2 separate regions of the Sus scrofa genome follow, and region 1 is linked to region 2. A link is a contact called in public HiChIP or PLAC-seq data. All regions are on one chromosome and are shown on one strand. The core of a region is the stretch at or near the end of the contact, and the rest is flanking DNA. Distances in the headings are between cores, read along the strand shown. Region 1 overlaps LOC106506022 (a long non-coding RNA gene). Region 2 has its middle 140 kb from the start of ADO.

Region 1 (3,102 bases), core at 474-2,973, 160 kb after region 2:
CAGGACAAGCACATGGTATTGAGTTAATCCATTTAGTGAATATTTATTGAGTACCTAGTATATACTAAGTACTATGCTGTATGCTTGGAATGTATATCAGTGAACAACACTCTTTGTATTTATAGCTTACAGCCACAAAATTTTTGTGAATTCCAAGAACTAAAAAAAAAAAAAAAAAAAAAAGGAAATCTCTTTAGCCAGAATCATGTTTAAGCCACGAACACTCAGGTACAAATCTCTCCTAAGTTCATTAGAGAAAAAATACCAAATTTGCTTTAGGAACACATTCTGGTGTTTAATATCTAGCAAGACATTCTTCAGAGATAGAAAACCCCTCGTTTTATTTTTTTGTCTTTTTAGGGCTGCACCTGCAGTATATAAAGTCCCCAGAGATCAAAAGGGAGCTGCAGCTGCTGGCCTACACCATAGCCATAGCAACACCAGGTCCAAGCTGTGACTTCACCCTACACCATAGCTCATGGCAATGCCAGATCCTTAACCCACTGAGTGGGGCTAGGGATAGAACCGGCATCCTCACGGATACTAGTCAGGTTCTTAACCCACTTAGCCACAATGGGAACTCCGAAAATACTCTTTTTATTCATTATTATTATTATTATTATTATTATTTTGTCTTTTTTAGGGCCGTACCTACAGCATATGGAGGTTTCCAGGCAAGGGGTCAAATTGGAGCTGTAGCCGCTGGCCTATACCACAACCACAGCAATGCCAGCTCCAAGCTGCATCTGTAACCTATACCACAGCTCACAGCAACACCGGATCCTTAACCCACTGAGCAAGGCCAGGGCTCAAACCTGCATCCTCATGGATGCAAGTCAGATTTGTTTCTGCTGTGCCACGACGGGAACTCCAACACTCTCTTTTATTATGCATTTTATTTTGTTGTCTCCTCAGGAGACATGAAAAAAGTTAATCATGATAGTGTGAGCAAGAACCAGGTGCAAGCTGGAATATAGCCCTCAATCTTTTCTGTCTCACATGGAAAAAAAAATCTGTTTCTGTAGCCTTTCCTTAAAATGTTTATCTTTTGATCCTGTCACCATCCACCTCAACTCCTTGATAAACTTCCAAATTTCTCACATTTCCCAGTGCCTGTAAAGCCTCAGAAGACATTTTATGGGCATTCACCCTTTCCAATCCCTTTCATGCACATTACTTCCTTTGGGCATAGAAATATAAGCCTGTGACAATGACAAGGTCATGTTGACCTTTCCTACTGCCCACAGAAGCCCTGTGAGACCCAGCAGGGCCAAGTGACTGACCTGAGTTCACCCAGGGAGTAAGGAGGCAGAGTTGGCTTTCCTCACCGAGTCTCCTGGTGCTGATGTTGAGAGCTCTAATGCAAAGACTGAACGACTGGTTGGGAAGGCCCAAGCATGTGAATGCTTGTGAAATCCCTGAGACACTCTGATGGCTGGTGGCCAATTAACATTTAGGTCATGTGCCTGTTTCCTGGTGTGTGCTAACCCTATTCTGTACCTCCATGTCATTGTCTCCCTAATGGGTAAAGACTGGGAGCTAAGCAATGACAACAGCCTGATCCTAGTCTTCTAGGTAATGGAGGGCAATTTGGGGCCACCAGCCTTGGGTCCAGCCCCTGTAGTCCTCATTTGTCCCATTTCTGTGAGGTTGGCAACTGACTCGCTGATTACCACCCTCTGGCTTATCAGCCTGTGGTGCAATCGGAAGAGATTCTCATCTGTGTGCGGTGGCTTCAGTGTGGTTGGGTATATCCTACTGGGGTGACCAGCCTGACCAGGGGAGGAGACAGATTCACCAACTTTATCAACAGAAGCCCTTGATGGTTTCATTCCCCCGACCCCCACCCCAAACTTAGCTAACCTGTGTCATAGTCTGCTCAAAGATGATCACAATAGTATTTTTAGTTAACATCTTTTGTGTTTGTGGCTAATATTTGGGCCATTTTAACTTGTTTTTCCAATGGGTAACCCTGCCCTCCTCTTTCAGTCTTGCCCAGGTGGTTGTAAGAGGGTCATAAAAACAACTGAAAGAGGAGTTCCCATTGTGGCTCAGCGGAAATGAATCTGACTAGCATCCATGAGGAAGTAGGTTTGATCCCCAACCTTGCTCAATGGGTTAAGGTTCCGGCACTGCCATGAGCTGTGGTGTAGGTCACAGACATGGCTCAGATCTGGCATTGCGGTCACTGTGGCGTAGGCCAACAGCTGCAGCTCTGATTTGACCCCTAGCCTGGGAACAATCCATATGCCGCTAGTTTGGCCCTAAAAAGACAAGACAAACAAAAACCAGAAAGAGCTGACTTGCAGACCCAGGAACTGGCCAGTGACTGTGCTTGTTCATCTTTGGATCTGGCTAATCAGAATCCTAGTCCTAGAATCTATAGCAAAACAATAACAACAACAAAGATAATGTCCTTTTACAAAGCGAAGTTTGATGATGAGCTGACTCTCTATTACAATTTTTAAAAAATTCATACTCCATACCACCCCCTTTAAGTCCTTACATGACCTGGCCTTGTTCTACCTTTATAATCACATCTTCCTCTTTCCCAAACACTCACCATGCTCACCTTGCTTCAACATCTCAGGCTCCTTCCCATCTCAGTCCATGCGCTCACTCCTCCCTTTGTCCAGAATGGTTCTTGCCCCCACCCTTTGATCATCCCAGGTCTAGTCCTTTAGCTGTAGACCAAGTGTTTGTGCCTCCCCCCGACCACCACCCACTCAAGTTCATGTGTTTGAAACCCAACTCTCAATGCGATCATATTAGGAGGTGTGGCCTTTGGGCAGGGCTTAGGTCATGAGGTCAAACCCTCACAAATGGAATTCGTTCTGTTATAAGAGAAACCCTAGAGAGCTCCCTTCCCCTTCTACCATGTGAGGACACAGTGAAAAGACAGCCATCTGTGAACTAGACCAGAAGTGGTCTAGGTGGGCTCTCAAGAGACACTCATCTGTTGAGATCAGAGGGCTCTCACTAGATCCCGATCTATTGGCACCTTGATGGGGGGCTTCCTAGCCTCTAGTAGTACTGTGAGGAAAAAAAATGTCTATTGTTTATCAACTACCATGGCATTCTGTTAAGGCTGCCCCAAAGGAC
Region 2 (2,979 bases), core at 361-2,860:
TCCAGCGAGTGAGTGTTCACCTCACTGACCTCCCTGAACTATGTGACACTGTTGACCAGTCTCTTCATCTCAAAACTCTTTTCTGTGCCTTCCTTGCCACAGTTTTTTCCCTTCTTCTCCTTCAGTTTCCCTTTCTGGCCCCTCGTTATTTGCCTACTGCTTTCAGTCGATGAGATAAAGGACATGTCCTTGGTTTTTTGTCCCTTTCACAGGACATGGCCATCCTCTGCCATGGTGTTAACTACCATCAACATCCAAACAACTTTTCATATTTTTCTGGTCATCTCTGACCTATCTTTCAAGCCCCAAACCCTCATAACTAACTGCATGCTGGGCTTCTCCATCTGGGTATTTCACAGGCATCTCAAATTCAACATGCACACAACTGAATTAATTCTCTTATACCCTCTTCTCTCCACATCACCTACAGTCACTCATACCAGAACTCTAGAGTGTCACCTTAATTTCTTAGTTTCTCATGCAGCCCTGCTACATGTCCACTGAGTCTTGGGAATTCTATCTTTCAAAAACTCCTCTAATCCTTCCACACTCCCACTGTCTTAGTGGCAATTCTTATGTCTTGAATTCCTTTAATAGCCTCAACTAGTTTTCCTGCCTCCTATCTTGCTGTCTTCAGACTTATTCTCCCCACAGATTCCCAAGTGATCTTTCTATGCAAATCAGGTAAGTCACTACCTTATGTAAAGCCTAGCCATTGGCTCTCCCACTGCTTACACAGTAGACTAAAAACCCATTTGCAGAGCCTGCCAGGGGCTCTTTGATCTGACTGCTTTATTTCATTACTATTGTCCCCCCTTTCCTCTCTCCAACTTATATCCTAGCCATCAAACTTCTAGAAGTTCTCTCAAAGCATCATGCTGTTCCATGCTTTTTCACACTGTTCTACATATTTGCAAATGCAAAAAAATTTTTATTTGTCTTTGCATCTTGCTCCAAACTAGACAAGTGCCTGTTTAATTAACAAAGGCCCAATCCGAGCATCATCTCTTTAGTCTTCTCTAACTCCCCCTCCCCCTTCTTAGAGAGTTGACTACTTTCTCTGAACTGCCACAGTATATCTGTCAGGTATCTACCACACTTATTCACATGTCTGTCTCTCTGCTAGACTGAAAACCTTAAGGGTGGGATGACGTCTTATTAGTCTTTACCCTCACTCCTCTGCAAAGGGCCTGCCACAAAACAGGCATTTATTCCTTGCGTGATCAATAAGAGAAGACAATGCCTCATTCTTCAAATCAATCGGCATTGAAAATCTAAGAAGCTACTTTTGATAGCTTCAGTTTCAGTCTCAGTTGCTCAGTCTGAGCTGCTTCGTTATACTGAGCCCTCCCCAGTCCAGAAAGCATCCAACCTGCCATGAGGTACGCACTGCATTTGCTGAGCAAGAGTCAACGCTGATCCCACTGATAGGGTGGCCTTTGCCTCCTTTCGCCCCAATCCCACACCCAATGCGTTACACATCTTAAAGGTCACAGTCACAGGCGGTCCTTATCAATCAAAGCATCAGAACAGAAAAAAAAAAAAAAATCCCACTCTGGGATATGGTGAGACACATTGGTTTCAAAACATTGCAGAACGTTACATGAGTAATATTAATGTGATCTCAGAATAGTAAACACACCCCCACATGGATAATGATGTTACTTGCATTATCTGGAAAGGGAAAAAAAAAGCAACATTTGGCTGCAAGGACTATGGAAGAGATATCTGTATGGGTAATTCAAGTTCTATTTGGGCAGGTAAACTGTGTTTTTTTTTAACTGCCTCCCCCCAGGGTGGGCACACACACATCCCAAATCAAAACTTTCCTCTGGGGTAAGGCTGTGATTTGAGGGAAGTGCAGGGAAGTGGGGAGCACACACAGAGAGGAAGAAAACAAAGGCCTTCATTTTCTAAAACTGTCTGTCACTCACTCTGATTGAGAAAGAGTTTCTCAAGAATTGTGAATGTCCTCTACAGGAAGTAACACTTCATCACACGTCTAATAATCAGCTGTGTGCTTGTCAGGGATTGGTTTTTCCCTTCTGTGGTGAGAGGATGGCCCCAGGCAAGCTTGGACACCTTCCTCAACAACCTGATAGTCATTTGAACGCATTCAGCACCCACCTCCCAAAATGCTTGAGTACACTGGTCCCATTACTTTAATTCACATGGGAAACTCACAGTGATGGGTCGGTGTGAGAGAAGGGTTCTTTTACACTTTCAAAGGGTTTATATGGAGCCAGGCCAATACCCCACCCTGGATAGCCTTTTATACACTAAAGCAGCTTGCAGGGGGCCTGCAAGCGTATCAAGTCAAACAAAATGCACTTTCTTTTCCCTCTCTAGCTCACTTGCCTTTGCTCCTTCTCTCTCTTAAGCCCAGTTCCTCCAGAATTTAGCATCTCTGAGGCCTCTTTTTCTTAAAGAAAACAACCACATCAGTTAATTCACTTGAAGGTGTTGGTGATTCAATATGACTGATGTTTACATTTAGAAGAGATATAAGTACTTTACCCAAAGGAATGACTCTCTAATGGTGAAGTTTCTGGTCCTATCATGGGAATTGGCAGGATTTTCCAGTGCCTCTCAGGCCCTACTATACTGGTGACTACCAATGATGAGGGCATAAGCATGTTCTTCATGCTTGTCAGTCTCATTCTGACAAGAGACCAGTAGCTTTCTTCACGTTTATCAAGTTGCTTTTATGCAGTACCTGTTTTAGCTTTTTTTCAGAAACACTAGGCAAAATAAGTTAAATCCCAAAGGTCATTGCCTCATGCCCAACAATTCTTAGCACATTGCCACTCTATCCCAGATTCCTTCGACAGAGAGGACACAGGCTAGGGAGGGACAAGGAGATTGTCTTCACGTGAGCCCTTAGGTTGTGTCAATTTTTAAGACTCCAGTCATTTGGTAATCTTACAATAGAAGGTAGTCATTCATTTATTTATTCAATAATCATTTATTAAGTTCCCA

Evidence for each region. HiChIP or PLAC-seq counts read pairs in DNA pulled down with a chosen protein or histone mark.
Region 1: an H3K27ac HiChIP or PLAC-seq map of alveolar macrophages shows a contact between it and region 2. The contact joins two enhancer-like sites. A contact is called at or near these places in 1 of 5 promoter capture datasets (fetal liver) and 1 of 2 datasets of contacts at active chromatin or transcription factors (alveolar macrophages).

The regions. Positions count from the first base shown.
Region 1 is chr14:66,299,073-66,302,174 of Sscrofa11.1, forward strand. The region is part of intron 5 of LOC106506022 (a long non-coding RNA gene); the gene reads left to right. Among named protein-coding and RNA genes, the nearest start is that of EGR2, 12 kb to the left of the region's middle. Within about 2 kb of position 1,724, at least 1 of the 83 cell types and tissues checked has an H3K27ac peak or open chromatin away from gene starts, as enhancers often do. A contact at or near this core is called in alveolar macrophages, where this site is marked.
Region 2 is chr14:66,138,976-66,141,954 of Sscrofa11.1, forward strand. No RefSeq gene overlaps it. Among named protein-coding and RNA genes, the nearest start is that of ADO, 140 kb to the right of the region's middle. Within about 2 kb of position 1,611, at least 4 of the 83 cell types and tissues checked have an H3K27ac peak or open chromatin away from gene starts, as enhancers often do. A contact at or near this core is called in alveolar macrophages, where this site is marked.